5 separate regions of the Mus musculus genome follow, and regions 2, 3, 4 and 5 are each linked to region 1. Evidence: chromatin contacts called from public Hi-C, HiChIP or PLAC-seq and promoter capture Hi-C data. All regions are on one chromosome and are shown on one strand. The core of a region is the stretch at or near the end of the contact, and the rest is flanking DNA. Distances in the headings are between cores, read along the strand shown.

What was found. Promoter capture Hi-C pulls out the DNA fragments that hold promoters and counts their contacts. Hi-C and Micro-C count contacts between places; a contact is called where the count stands out from the background. HiChIP or PLAC-seq counts read pairs in DNA pulled down with a chosen protein or histone mark.
Region 2: a promoter capture Hi-C map of pre-B cells shows a contact between it and region 1, with 2.1 times the contacts expected there. The contact joins the enhancer-like site here to the promoter of Stoml1 in region 1. A contact is called at or near these places in 2 of 39 promoter capture datasets (the C10 cell line and pre-B cells), 1 of 484 Hi-C or Micro-C datasets (the G1E-ER4 cell line), 3 of 115 datasets of contacts at active chromatin or transcription factors (the 230-238 cell line, astrocytes and embryonic stem cells) and 1 of 9 other capture datasets (embryonic tail).
Region 3: a contact with region 1 is called in a Hi-C map of CD8 T cells, with 2.1 times the contacts expected there. The contact joins the promoter of Arid3b here to the promoter of Stoml1 in region 1. A contact is called at or near these places in 7 of 39 promoter capture datasets (the C10 cell line, the HPC-7 cell line, cranial neural crest and 3 more), 7 of 484 Hi-C or Micro-C datasets (CD4 T cells, CD8 T cells, the G1E-ER4 cell line and 4 more), 6 of 115 datasets of contacts at active chromatin or transcription factors (the 230-238 cell line, astrocytes, bone marrow-derived macrophages and 2 more) and 2 of 9 other capture datasets (liver and pancreatic islet).
Region 4: a Hi-C map of cerebellum shows a contact between it and region 1, with 4 times the contacts expected there. The contact joins the enhancer-like site here to the promoter of Stoml1 in region 1. A contact is called at or near these places in 4 of 39 promoter capture datasets (the 3T3-L1 cell line, frontonasal cranial neural crest and hippocampal neurons), 1 of 15 datasets of contacts at CTCF or cohesin (the NIH/3T3 cell line), 5 of 484 Hi-C or Micro-C datasets (the N1E-115 cell line, cerebellum, myocytes and 2 more), 7 of 115 datasets of contacts at active chromatin or transcription factors (astrocytes, bone marrow-derived macrophages, embryonic forebrain and 4 more) and 2 of 9 other capture datasets (adipose tissue and liver).
Region 5: an H3K4me3 HiChIP or PLAC-seq map of bone marrow-derived macrophages shows a contact between it and region 1, with 2.4 times the contacts expected there. The contact joins the enhancer-like site here to the promoter of Stoml1 in region 1. A contact is called at or near these places in 4 of 39 promoter capture datasets (the 3T3-L1 cell line, frontonasal cranial neural crest and hippocampal neurons), 3 of 115 datasets of contacts at active chromatin or transcription factors (bone marrow-derived macrophages, pancreatic cancer cells and stem cell-derived neural progenitor cells) and 2 of 9 other capture datasets (adipose tissue and liver).

What each region holds. Positions count from the first base shown.
Region 1 is chr9:58,251,842-58,254,517 of GRCm38.p6, forward strand. It overlaps Stoml1 (stomatin-like 1), which reads left to right and starts at 1,323. Exons shown (of 7, transcript NM_026942.3): 1 at 1,323-1,558. The coding sequence starts at 1,426.
Region 2 is chr9:57,819,369-57,822,044 of GRCm38.p6, forward strand. The region is part of intron 2 of Arid3b (AT rich interactive domain 3B (BRIGHT-like)); the gene reads right to left. Among named protein-coding and RNA genes, the nearest start is that of Arid3b, 16 kb to the right of the region's middle. Within about 2 kb of position 1,308, at least 78 of the 459 cell types and tissues checked have an H3K27ac peak or open chromatin away from gene starts, as enhancers often do. A contact at or near this core is called in the 230-238 cell line, the G1E-ER4 cell line, embryonic tail and 1 more, where this site is marked.
Region 3 is chr9:57,835,428-57,838,103 of GRCm38.p6, forward strand. It overlaps Arid3b (AT rich interactive domain 3B (BRIGHT-like)), which reads right to left and starts at 1,352. Exons shown (of 9, transcript NM_001379353.1): 1 at 1,255-1,352. It also overlaps the pseudogene Gm7547.
Region 4 is chr9:58,533,649-58,536,324 of GRCm38.p6, forward strand. It overlaps Cd276 (CD276 antigen), which reads right to left. Exons shown (of 8, transcript NM_133983.4): 4 at 1,808-2,104. It overlaps Gm51678 (a long non-coding RNA gene), which reads left to right. Exons shown (of 2, transcript XR_003948170.1): 2 at 1-367. Among named protein-coding and RNA genes, the nearest start is that of Gm51678, 8.6 kb to the left of the region's middle. Within about 2 kb of position 1,328, at least 18 of the 459 cell types and tissues checked have an H3K27ac peak or open chromatin away from gene starts, as enhancers often do. A contact at or near this core is called in bone marrow-derived macrophages, cerebellum, palatal mesenchyme and 1 more, where this site is marked.
Region 5 is chr9:58,516,872-58,519,547 of GRCm38.p6, forward strand. No RefSeq gene overlaps it. Among named protein-coding and RNA genes, the nearest start is that of Gm51678, 8.1 kb to the right of the region's middle. Within about 2 kb of position 1,365, at least 62 of the 459 cell types and tissues checked have an H3K27ac peak or open chromatin away from gene starts, as enhancers often do. A contact at or near this core is called in adipose tissue and bone marrow-derived macrophages, where this site is marked.

The sequences.
Region 1 (2,676 bases), core at 73-2,572:
TATCATGTTTAGGTATTATTATGATTTGCTTAATGTTTTCACTTGGAAATTGATAAGAAGATATGATTGTGTGTCAAGTTGGCAAGGGGTGGACTTGTATGGCAATTCTGGGTTGTCAACTTGACTACATTTGAAATTAATTAAAACCTCACTCCCGGTACCAACTCATCTTAGGGTTTTTATTGCTGTGACAAAACACCGTGAGTAAAGAGCAAGTTGGGTAGGAAAGGCTTTATTTTGCTTACATTTCCATATGGTGGTCCATCAATGAGGGAAGCCAGGACTCAAATAGGGCAGGAACCTGGATGCAGGAGCTGCTGCAAAGGCCATGGAGGATGCTGCTTACTGGCTTGTTCAGCCTGCTTTCTTAATGAACCCAGGACCAGCAGCCCAGGGTTGGCCCCACCCACAATGGAATGGGCCCTGCAACGTCAATCATAAATTAGGAAAATGCTCTTCAGGCTTGCCTACAGCACAACCATTTTCTCAATTGGAGATCCCTCTTTTCAGATTATTCTAGCTTGTGTCAAGTTGACATAAAATTAGCCAGGCTAGCAGTCATAGGCAGGGGAACTTAGAAATGAGCTATGGCAAGGATCCAGGGAGGCAAGACTGGGAAAGATTCGTCTTTTCTTGCTTTGTAAAATGGCCTCCTGCCAGCCTCCCAGCATCCTACTGGGGTATATTTTCTACCTTCATTTGGGCTTTCTGAAGCCACGGAAAGACAAAGTTACCTCAAGTGCCTGGATCAAGGAGTCTCATGTAATGCTTTGCTGCTGCTGCTGCAGCCACCACCACCACCATCCACTGCCAGGATTCCTGGGGTGTCTGCATGTGAAATTTTTCTTTTATACCAAAGTTGGGGCCTTCTGACTTCAACTTGTCCACAGTGACTTGGATCTGCCATCATTAAGCAAATAAGAACAGGACTCTGTATGGCAGGCTCTGTTTTCTTGGCTGTGGGGAAACAAACAAACAAAAAATACCAGTTTGCTGACCACACCAGAAGAAATCCTACATCTGGATAAGCACACCCATAACTCATAAGTGTGTTGAGTTTGGAGGAATGGTTTGAGGCCAAAAACATTTCTCTGCTTCTGGAGAAAACGCTCCTGCAATGCTCCTTTAAAGCCAAACTTCCTTGCCTCCTTTCCTAAGGCCAGGTAGGAGGTGGTCAGGAAGCCTCAACCTTAGAACCAAGGCCACATCCCCAAACTGTGCTCCCGCCGTTCGGTCCTCCCAGCGCAGGGGGTGCTGTGGAGCGGCAGGCATGGTGGACCCGGCCTGATTCCTGATCCTACTCAGCCACTGTTGTTAGTGACGGAGTAAAGCCGGAAGCAGTGGGAACGAGGAGGGGCGGAGCTGCCACAGGCTGGGCAGGGCAGTCTCCCAGCAGAGGATCGGGGCGTGTCCCGGTTAGAAGTCATGCTTGGAAGGTCTGGCTACCGGGCACTGCCCTTAGGGGATTTTGATCGTTTCCAGCAGTCGAGCTTCGGCTTTCTGGGTTCGCAGAAGGGCTGCTTGTCCCCAGAGCCGGGCAGCGTGGGGCCGGGGGCCGGTGAGTGGCTACCCAGCACCGCGGACAGAGGGGCACCCCAAGACCTGTACTCTCTGCCTCTAGGAGGAAGGAGAGTGAAGGGGATAGGATATGAAGTGGGTGCCAGACAAGGTGTGGGGATGCTACCACCGATTTGTTCTCCCTACGGCACCAGCTGTAGCTTTGGAAGCCGCGCAGCCCCATCTTCCCTAATCTTAGCCCATCCCGTTACTATTTCCAGGATAGCCCATCATGCATAGAAAGAAAACAGAGCCCTAGGCAGAGGGAGCCATAACCCACAAGGCATTTGTAGAGAAATGGAAAAAGAGTCGCCCTAGGGTAGCAGCGCAGGGAGCAGGAGTCTCCTGTGTCCTGGTGAAGATGCACAGAACAGAAAGCTGGGCCTGCAAGCTGCCTGGCTTGTTTGCTTTGGCTTCCTCTCTCCAAAGCCTGACTGTCCTTGGAGTATTCTGGTCCTCTGTGGTTCTCCTGTATTGACGGTGCATTGAAAGCTTTGGCAATGCTGAACGAATCCTCCATTTTCTGCCCCGTTCTTTTTTGTTGTTGTTGTTTTTGTTTGTTTGTGGTTTTTTTTTTTTTTTTTTTTTTTTTTTTTTTTTTGAGACAGGGTTTCTCTGTATAGCCCTGGCTCTCCTGGAACTCACTTTGTAGACCAGGCTGGCCTTGAACTCAGAAATCTGCCTGCCTCTGCCTCCCAAGTGCTGCGATTAAAAGCGTGCACCACCACGCCCGGCTCTTCTGCCCGGTTCTTAGGATTCCTCCTTCCCTGAAGAGGTCAGGAATTAGTTTATGACTTAGACTGTCCTGCAGGCAGGGGCTTCTTGAAGGATAGAACAGACGTCTCTTGTCACCTTCCTGTCTAGGGCTGGGGAGGAGAGAACAGATAGCAAGCTCATCCCCAGATTCTGGGCCTGTTTGCTCAACACCCATTCAGGATTCTTAGTTCTTCCTGCCAAAAGGCTTGAATTGAAGTACACTATAGATATAGATAGATAGATAGATAGATATAGATATAGATATAGATATAGTTCTTTCAGGGCATTAAAGTGGGAATAAATACTAAACTAGCACTTTAGTCCCACTGTGACTGTTACTTGTGAGCATTAGTTTTATCCTTA
Region 2 (2,676 bases), core at 58-2,557, 430 kb before region 1:
AGTGCTCTTAACCACCGAGCCATCTCTCTAGCCCCTCAGGTTTACTTTTTAGACTCTAGGTTTGTACTCTGACTATAAAAACACGAATAAAGGGTGAGGCTTAGCTTTGTGGTTAAAAAGCTTGCCTGGCCCGTAGCAGAGCCTGGGTTCAATCTTCAGCACTACAAAAGCAGTAGACAAGAAACCACGCACAGACACAGCATCGCGCACATTCACAAGAGAAAAGCCAGCTGAAGTACAACACGTGGGGCTACTGTTTTTGTTAAAAATATAAATAAAAAGGTAATTTTTAAAAGCCTGAAAAGGTATAGACTTACCAAGAAACCACCCCAAAGTCCTGCTGACTTTTACTTCATACATTTTAAGGTATATGTCATTTTTACTTCTCAAATACTTTAAAATACATTTGACAGACATAATGAATCAAATTTGTAATCCCAGTACTTGGGAAGCAGAGGCAGGAAGATTCTAAGCTTGAGGACAGCAAAGGCCAGAGTGATATCCTGTCTCAAATTTTTGAAAATTGTATTTTATTTTATTAAGACAGAGTTTCACTACGCAACCCTGGCTGGCCTGGAGTTTGTTACATAGACCGGCCTATCCTTGAACTCACAGAGATCTACCTGCCTCGGGCTCCCAAGTACTGAACTAAAAGTGTGTACCACCATTAATTAAATTTTACAAATGACACTTTAGCATTTACTTAAATAATAAAAAATGTCCAGACTATCAGGTAATAAAAGCAGAGCACAAAACTGTATATAAAATAAAATAATAAACATATAGTAGGCATTTTCCTTTAAAATACAAAGGAAATACCACAAATGTTTATAGTTCTAGCTAAGTTATATGACTGTGGTTGATTGTTACCTTTTCTTTATAAATTTGTATATTCTCCATATTTCCTAACTGAGCCCAAATGACTCCTACGATCGGAGAGAAAACAGCAGGAGTTATATAGACCGACTGATTACTGAGACAGGTCTTAGGCAGCCTGGGCTGTGGACTGGCGTGTGTGCTGATGACGACGCTGAATTACTGGCCCTCTCTGCACTGCGGAATTTAAGACACCACACCCCCAGCCTATGAGGTGCTGGGGACTGAACCCAAAGCTTTGTGAGTCTAGACAAGTCTTCATAAAGCTGTTTTTAAAGTAATGAAACCATTGAGAGACTCTACCTACCTCTTCCCTGTTCTGTCTGCAAGGAAGCAGAAGGCAGCGCAGGGCCTTCCTGCTGAGACCACATACAGGCTACTTCCCTCTTTCCTCATCTGCCCTTAGACAGACAGACAAAAGGAATGATGAGAGGTCCCGGCTCAGTGAACTAGAGCCAGTCATGGTCACAGGACAAAAGTCCTAGCTGTTAAAACACATAGGAGAAAAAAAAAGAAAAAGAAAGAAACAAAACCACTAGCAAGGAAAGGATATTTTGAGGTGGAAAAACTACTGACTCCTCTAATTCTGAACAAAGCCTACAGAAATCCTAGTCTACTCCTCCCCACAGAGCTAAGCACTGGAATCGAGAACTGAAGGGAAGTAGGAGCAAGTGCTAAAGCTGAGCGCTCGCGAGCTTGCCTGCCCGTAGCAGAGCCTGGGTTCAATCTTCAGCACTACAAAAGCAGCAGCAAGAAAGCAGGCACAGACACAGCATCACGCACATTCACAAGAGAAAAGCCAGCTGAAGTACATACAACACGTGGGGCTACTGTTTTTGTTAAACAAAATATGTGATTTGAAACATCTAAAAAGGTATAGACTTACCAAGAAACCACCCCCAGGTGACTTCTACCTCACACATGTTAACCTACATGTCAAGGTTACTTCTCACAGAGCTCTAGTCAGCTTCAACACTGGCCCCTACTCCTATTGTTGCCCAACTTGATTTTTAAATTTAAAGTTTAATTATTACTTTTTAATGTATTTATTGGGGGGAGGGGCTGTGAGCCTTGTCTCCTTCCACTGCATGAGTCCTAGGGGGCCAGACTTAGGTCACCAGGCAACTAGCTGCATCTCTGTCAGCTGAGCATCAAGCTCTGTTTCTTTATCTTTTCTTTTTTGAGACAGGGTCTCACCAGGTATCCTCAGTTGGCTTGGAACTCACTATTTAGAACAGACTATCCTTGAACACATAGAGATTTGCCTGCCTGCCTGCCTCTGCCTTTTGAATGCTGAGATTAAAAGCATGTGCTACCATGCTGGGGGCTGAAGGGGAAGAAAGGGCAACTACAGCTCTTACCAGGGGTGAGGGCTGGGGATTTAATTGTTTCCCCAACCCTAGACGCCAAGGTGCCTGTCTCAGGTGTATCAAGAGCCAGAACAGAAATCACTACAGAAGAGCCTGCCAGGTTAGAGGGGCACACGGCTTTGCCGCCGTCAGCCCAGAGCGCCCACTGCAAGTCAGCCTCTGACTAGGCACAAGCCTATGAGTCTCAGCTGCTAAGCAGAGCCTAGCACAGGCGAAACCAAACACCCTTAAGTGGACAGTCTTTTACAAATAAAGCCCTACCAAATGAGCTTACAAAGAAGACAGAGCAAAGCCCCACAGGAGGAAACCAACAATTACACAGGTGAGGACAGAACAAAGGAAAAACACGCAGGCAAATTCAAAAGCGTGTGTCAAAAGAATGGTGAAATGTGGATACTTAAAGGGACACTGAGGAAAGTCTTCCCGCTTC
Region 3 (2,676 bases), core at 102-2,601, 420 kb before region 1:
TTGTCCCAGTGTTTTAGGATTGAGTTGGAAGATAAGAAAATGTAACCTTTTACCATCTTCAAAAATTCATGGGAGAACTAATCTCTAACAAGAAAAAAAAATGGCTTTGATTTATATAAATTTTTACACGTTTAAAGAGTATAATTTTTAAAGCTGGGGAGGCGGGGAGTTCAAAAACCAACCAGAGCCATGCTAGACAAATCTCATTTTGTTTCTTAGAAGCACTTGGTTGTAGCTTTCATAGGCGGATAAAAGATTCCAATTCCAATTGGCCCCTTACTGCCTGTCCCTCCTCCTGGCAGTTTGGAAAGTATAAGTTATGCCTGCAGCAATACTTTCTTTCTGCTTTAGTTCTTATTCTGTAGGGAAGCCTGAAAGTTGGCAAAATTGTTCCTTTAAAATAAAAACCCCGTTGGGGACAAAACAAAACGCACACAAAAGAAGAGCAAGCAATTCACTGGTCATTTAGAAATATTCGTATAATCTTTAAAGTCAAACAACACAACTGGAATATTTCAACCAACTCCTGCCAGTCATAGTACAACTGCTTCTTTTCTGGTTGGCACCATCTTCTCGGTAGGCTTTCCTCAGCAAGGGAGAGGGGTGTCCGATAGCGTCTTTATTAAGACAGAGATGACTCCGTTTTACAACTCAATTGGCACATCCTCCCGAAGAGTCCATCTCATCCCAATCCCTAAGCAGCCAAGGATTCAAACAATACTACTAACATCTAGAGAATTTACGTCTCCGAAATCTAACTTCATCTCTCCATCCCTCGCTCGGGTTTTTTAAACTTCCCGGACCTCCAAACCGAGAGCAACGGACTGCTTGCCGCTTGAGCCCGGCCTTGGTGACCATTTCCCTTACCTTCGTTTCCAGCTCTGTCCCCGACCCTCTTCGACCCCTCTTTCCATTCTTTACCTCCCACCCAATGGAGCCCTATCACTTTTACTTCCACCAAGCCCCCTTTGCCAATCTCCCGGCTCTTCTCTAATTACTCCATCTAAGCTCGCTCTGCGGTTGCCAAAAGGGGGGGGGGGTCCCTTACCTTTCCCATCTCTTTATCTCAAACCACTCCTTTGGACACCGGGAGGACGGGGCTCCTCCCGATGCTCTCACTTTTTCTCAGCGGACCCCGGCTTCACTAGCCCGCGTCTCCCCTACACACCTGCCTCGGCTCCCATTTCGGTCCCCTCCACCTGCCACAGCCCCTCTCCCGCCGCGGCAGAAAGAACCACGACCCGCGCCGCTCACCTATGTGCAGCGTTCCGGGCTCGCGGGTAGGGAGGAGGCAGCCGCTCAGACCCCAGCGTAGCAGCTGAGCCTGCTACTCCTCCGCAGCTGGGGGCCACAGCCGGGGCGGGGCCCGCACCGGAAGCTGTGCTGCGGGGCCCGGCCGTCAGCCCGGGGCGGGGGAGGGGCAGGTAGGGGCGGGGCCCCACGGTGGGGGGCGGGGCCCGAGGCCGGAAGCAGCTAAAAAGGGAACGAGGTGGGGGTGGGTGGGTAGTGCGAGACGGAAGTGACTCCTAGAGACCGCCCTCTGGTTGAAGCCGTGGGCGGAAGCCATTTAAGGCGGGCGGAGGCTTCGGCCAATGGGAGAGCACGGACTCAGAGGAGTTCCGGTGTGAGTGCTTTCGCGGGGAGTTGAAAAGAGTAGGACTGACTACAGCACACGGGTTTCTGGCTGCCGTGGTTGTGAATTGTTTGTAATAAGTGAAAGAAAGGAATAAAGAGTGCTAACTTTCAGCTAGTCTTAATGAAGCATTCCAGCCTTTTATTAGTTTTTTTCTAAATTTCACTTTTTGGATTGAAATTTTCCTGTTCTGGAACACCACCTCTATCCATCCCCAACCTCACCTCGTCACAGGGGTTAATGTTTTCTTTCTTCAGGTTCCAAAGGTAGAAGCTGAATCCTGGCACCGCTTATACAATAAAACAACAAAACCTTGTCTTCTGGGACTCCTAACTCTGGGGAACTTCTGTGAATTTATGCATGCACCTCCTTGTTTTACCTTTCTCCCAACTGACCATCATCCTTGATCCAGAGTCTATGGCTCGCTTAGTTTTGGGTCTTAAAACAATCCCAGCCAAAACCTAGAACTTATTGCCACTGGCTTTTCTTGTCCCTTCCCTTCTTCCTTCCCTTCCCCTCTTTTCTTTCTTGTTAGAAGGTAGCTCACCTATTTAGCAAAAGTAGTTGACCATCAAGCTCCAGGAATCCTGTCTTTACTTCTGAAATGCTAGGATTGCAGGTGTGCACCACACCTGGCTTTTTACTGAGGCGTTGGATATCCAAATTTAGACCCTTATTCTTTGGCGCCACGCTCTTAACTCACTAATCCATCTCAGTTCCTGATGAAAACTTTTATGGTTTGTTGTTGTTGTTGTTTGTTTTGTTTTGTTGCAGTCCTGGTCCCTTATTTCTTTTTTGTCCACTAGGCCATGAATTCATATGGAATGGGCTCCAGCAGTTTCCGTTAGTCCTCACAAAGTGTGCTTCTCTGGTTGACGCAGGCTGGCGCTTCAGCTGCACCCGGGTGCCCTTCTCCTTGGCTTCCTTCTTCTGATCGTTCTCCTTCACCCGCTTCAGGAAGCTGTCCCTGCTCTTCGAGTGCTTGATGTGCTCAATCCGCACATTGATCCTCTTGGCCAGAATTTTGCCCTTAACTTGCTTAT
Region 4 (2,676 bases), core at 78-2,577, 280 kb after region 1:
CTTTAGCACTTGTCAGTTTTCAAAGTGGGGCCCGGCCCCCAAATCCTTTGGAGCCACTGTGCTGGTCTGTGGTCTTGGGAGAGAGTCCCTTTTCCCTGAGCCTCCATCTCGTCTGAATTGTGCTTGACGACAACAGCCCAAATGAAATCCCTTTCAGTCAATGCTATCTACTGAGGTAATGTTCTCTGAAGCAGGGCAACTGTTCTTTCCACATACAAACCCTTGCTTCACAGCAAGCATACTACAGACATCCCAGCCCACTTGGTACAGGTTGATCATGAGTCCTCTGTCCTTCCTGATAACCTCCACACATCTGTCCATCTTACATCTCACTCCAGACTCCTTGGTCTTTCTTATAAAAACAAAAACAACAACAACAACAAAAAAAAAAACAGACCTGTTGTTGTTGTTGTTGTTGTTTTTTAAAAAAGAATGTTCATGCGTGTGTGTGTGTGTGTGTGTGTGTGTGCACGCACACGTGCGTGTGTTCACACATGTGTGTGAGGGTATCCACAGAGGCCAGCAAAGAGCATCTGATCCCTTGGAGTTGGAATTATAGATGTTTGCAAGCCACGTGATATATGTGTGCTTGGATGTAAACTCTGTGGTCTTCAATGATAGAGCATCAAGGCTTTTTAGTCACTAAGGCATCTCTCCAACCCAGTGAAACACGGCTTTCCTACGATGTTCTCTGTAAGATCAAGGTGGTACCTCAGAATATGAGAGAGCTGAGGAAGGGACTCCCTTAGAGGCTGCATAGACTGGCTCTCTACAGCGAAGGTAGGTTCAGTCTTGGGGAGGTCTAGGTGACACCTTAAAAAAGCAAGAGTTAGGAATAAGACTTACTCCTGGGAGATAAGCATGAATGCTGGCCACTGGCTGAGTTCATCAGGAGAGAAACCCACACAAGGTCCAGCACGCTCAGCAGGAGAGGTGAGCCGCAATGAGCCTAAGGTCTACACAGACACTGGCAACCCTTGGAAGTAGAAAGCTGGGTGGGCTGAGGGTGCCAGGCAGAAGTTATGGGATGAGAAAAGATAAGGACCAGTGACAGACACCCTGATCTCAGAGACAGAGAGGACCCTGGGAAAGCTCACACAGCCCAGAGGGAGGCACTGGGAAGCTAGACCCAGCACACAGATCTACTAAAGGACTGAACAGAGACATGTCAAGGCCAAACACAGAGAGTGACTGTCCACCTTGGCATGAAGGTGAGCCTGAACCCTCTTTAGATCCCCAAGCACTGAAGGTGCCTACTTGAACTAGTGCTGACCTGGAAACCAGAGATTTAAGAGACTCCTCCAGTGTGAGTCTCAATCTAGCATTTGACCACATGAGGGCAGTAGAGACAACTCTGACTAGTGCAATGGTAGCACTCTAGTCTGCAGGGAGAAGTGCTTTCCTTCTTGGCCCAGTTGAGTGAGATGCACCTTCAAGGCTCCTGGGGTTTCACAGTTGGACAATAGACTTTTTTTTTCCACACCAAAGACGTGCCCATTGGAAAACACATCCTCACTCAGCAGGTCTCTGAGCAAGCCTGTGTCTGCCCCAGAATCCCACCTACCCTCTAGATTCCAGGAAAGTACTTTGTGGTCCAAGTAAGAGGCACAAGTACCATGGAAAGCAAATGTGACAAAAGATTTATCAGCTCAAGAAAACAAGTCCCTTAAAGACTCCTCACTGGGGAGGCTTTGGAATATCTGAAATCTATATGACCACCAGTACTTTTACATTGATATTCCAGTTAGGGCCTAGAGGAGAGGTAGCTGCTCCCTCAGCTCTTCCTCAGCTCACAGGCTCCCCTTACCTGTGATGGTGACTGAGCCGTGAGCATCTTGCTGCAACACCGGGTTGCGTACCAGGCAGCTGTAGGTGCCGTTAGCACCCAGCACCACCCTCAGCACGCTGTGAACATCGAACAAGCCCCGCTCGTTGGCCATCTGGGATGTGGTCACATTGCCAGTCAAGGGCACTCCCTGTCCATCCTTCCAGAACACCTCGGCCTCCGGATAGCCCTGGTAGCTAGAGCACGTGATGGTCACCATGTTCCCTGGACGTAGGTCCTTGTTGGGCTCCAGGGTCATGCTGGGCTTCGAGTAGGGGGCTGGAGGGTGGCAGAGGGCAGAGAGCGATGACAGTCAGCACAGGGGAATCCAATGGAGGAAGGACACAAGAGGCTGAGGGTCAGGAGCCAGCTCTGGGGCTTTCTTTGATGGTGGTATGAGCAGTGGGACAGGGGACGGGCTGCATGCAGGGGACAAGGAGTGGGGAATGCTCCCGCCTGTGACTCAGCTGCCACCTGCAGGCTGGCAGCAGCATTGCGAAAGTTCCGGATGCCCACAAAGCAGGGGAAGCTGCCCTCATCAGCTACATCCATGCACGGAACCCTCAAGAACACACTGCCCTGTGCCAGCGGGGAAGAATGCTGTGCTGCTGGGATAGGCCTGCCCTGGACCCAGCCCCCAGGGAAGCTGCACACCAACTATTTGGTGTCTGAGTTGCCAGATGAGATTAAAATGGGCCAGGCTGAAGCCAGGCTCGAGGGTGGGGGTGGGGTGGGGTTAGAGGGGGAGAGCAGCATAGGGTGGTGTCACTGCCCATCAGGGATACCCCAGGGTCTTCAGACCTGGACCTCCATGCCTCCTGAGTCAGAATCACAGAGACCAAGCATTAAGG
Region 5 (2,676 bases), core at 115-2,614, 270 kb after region 1:
CACTGGCTGCTCTTACAGAGGACTGAATTCAGAGGATTCTGAGTTCCCTGCCGTATCCCTCATTGGATTCTGTGGGCCTTGGGTACGAAAGTGGCACACAGACATCCGTGCCAGAGGACCAAGAAATAATGCATCCACTGAACTGGAGAGATGCTTCGATGGGGGTAATGTGCTTGCTGTACGAGTTGGAGGACCTAAGTTCAGATCCCCAGAACCCACATAAGAAGTTGGACATGGCAAAGCACAATAACTGTAGTTCTGGGAGAGACAGAGGACAGGTGGAGCCCAGGAGCTTGCAGTCTGGTCCAAAAGAGATTCAGTGAGAGATCCTGCCTCAAAAACTAAGGCAGGAACTGAGGGAAATAGCCTTTCTTCCCGTCCTTCTCTCAGAGCCTGGGACCTAGGACCTGAAGCCACCCTCTGCCACTTGTACATAGATGACTAAACACACTTAAATGCACACAAGGACACACACACACAAGTGCATTATTTCTTTTTAAAATATTATTTATTTAATGTATATGAGTACACTGTCTTCAGACACATCAGAATAGGGAATCAGAGCCCTTTACAGATGGTTGTGAGCCACCATGTGGTTGCTGGGACTTGAACTCAGGACCTCTGGAAGTGTGCAGTCCATGCTCTTAACCACTGAGCCATCTCTCCAGCCCGAGTGCATTATTTCTTTAGCAATAACTCTACTGCATTGTCTTACCAAATAATGCTTTGCAAACATATTGGCCCTTCCTCCTTATCTCCAACATTAGGAGTGACACAGTACAGGGACTTCCATGGAGGGGATATAGCAACATAGGGATCAGATGGTAACAGGCCACACACCGGACCTGGGAGCATGCTGACCTTGAACCATGGGCCTTGGAACTAAGTCTGGAGCCTGAGGAGGAACTAGAGGCCAAAGACCTTCAGGATGCTGTTGCAGAGGTGGAGGCAATTGCAAGGGTGAGAGCCAAGGGAGGAAAGAGATGCTAAGTTCAGTCACTCTGGCTAGTGTGGATCTGTAGCATAGTTAGGACCCCAGGCTACTCTCGGGTAGGAACACATCTGAGACAAGGGACAGGAAGAGAGAGAAGGTTATTTCCCTCGTACTCTGGCACAGGCTCCAGGGGCTGATGGCTGCTTACAGGAAGGAAACAAATTGTTCCTCTCCTCATTGAGCACACGATGCTGGAGGGAGGGAGCCACGTGACTGTGCACATCTGGAGGCCTGGGTTTGGGGGGTGAGTAACAGGAGAGAGACACAGAGGGAAAAGGTGGACGTGGGTAAGAGACCCCCATTTGCTATCAGGAAGCTGAACCAGCATACATGGCACTAGGTTCCACTTTTCTCCAGGGCCTGATGCATGATCTATTGATGACAGGAGTGGGGTTCCTACTAACCTCTGGGTCCCACCACACATTTGACCACTTCCTCCTCTTTTCCTTAGTTCAGTTTTTCTGAGCTTCTAACAGCTAAAAAGCAAGAATCCCTTGGTCACCTACAGTAAGGACAGAATAGCTGCTTGCTTTGGTGCCTGCCTCAAAGTTCTGTGGGGAAGAGGGGGAGTGTCTCTCTCTCTCTCTCTCTCTCTCTCTCTCTCTCTCTCTCTCAGAATTCTGTTTTGCATTAACTTGCAAAGTTTCGTTAGAGCCCCTGGAGAACATGTATCAAATATTCAGCAATGACCTCACCCAATTGCATCAGAACTTCTGGGGAGGGAGCCCAAACACCAGTATTATTAAAAACTCCCTAAGTGATTTTAACACGCACAGCCAGAGTCTACTGGACTAAATGGAGCCCGGAGCTTTGTCACTGGGAGCAGAGTGTGCAGGATCAAGGAGGTTAATCTATTATGCGTGGATGCAGTATGATCTCAGCCAGGACCCCAGTCTGGAAAGAACAATAATGAAACATGTTCAGAGAAGGACCAAAGATCATATTAGCTAAGGGAAGCTGAGGGTGTGGTGGGTGAAGATATTTTGCAACACAGATGCTAGAAAAGGTAGAAGGCTAAGGTCACTGACTTTCAATCTCAGGGTTGCAATTTGTGTACCCCATGAGACCCAGATTTCTGCCCTGCTCCCAAATAATCCTGCCTCATTAGTAATAAAATATCATCATAATAACCCAGACCTGTAGAACCAAATGGCAGGTTATGGACGCCCTGGGATTCAGTGCAGGCAGTGCCCTTGCCCCAGGGCACCTGAATCCAGGATGCTGATGAGTCTTCCCATCAATCTTAGTCAAGAGTTCTGCACCCCGAGCTCAGCCTGGCATGCATCCACAGGTCCACATCCACATATCCAGTGGGTCGGTAGATATATTTGTCCAGGATTGAGAGCCCAGAAATGCACACAGCTCCCAAGGAGATGCTGAAGAGTCCAGAGAGATGAGAAAGAAATGGCTACAAGTCCTAGCCACTGCTCAACGGGGACTCCATCCCTGAGAGTCCCTGAGAGCCCAGAAGGAGCCTGGATCCTCAATACTGTCCTTGCACTTTCTAGAATCTATTTTGCTAATGACCCTCTTGTATGGGCCCAGCTTAAAAAGGCAGCCCAGACAGCTGCCAACTCCAGCAGCATTTCAGGTGAACTCAGAGAGCTAGGGATGGAGCATGCACGGAGCCCTGGGTTTCATTCCCAGCACTGCACAGACCAGACACTGCAGTGTCAGCGCTT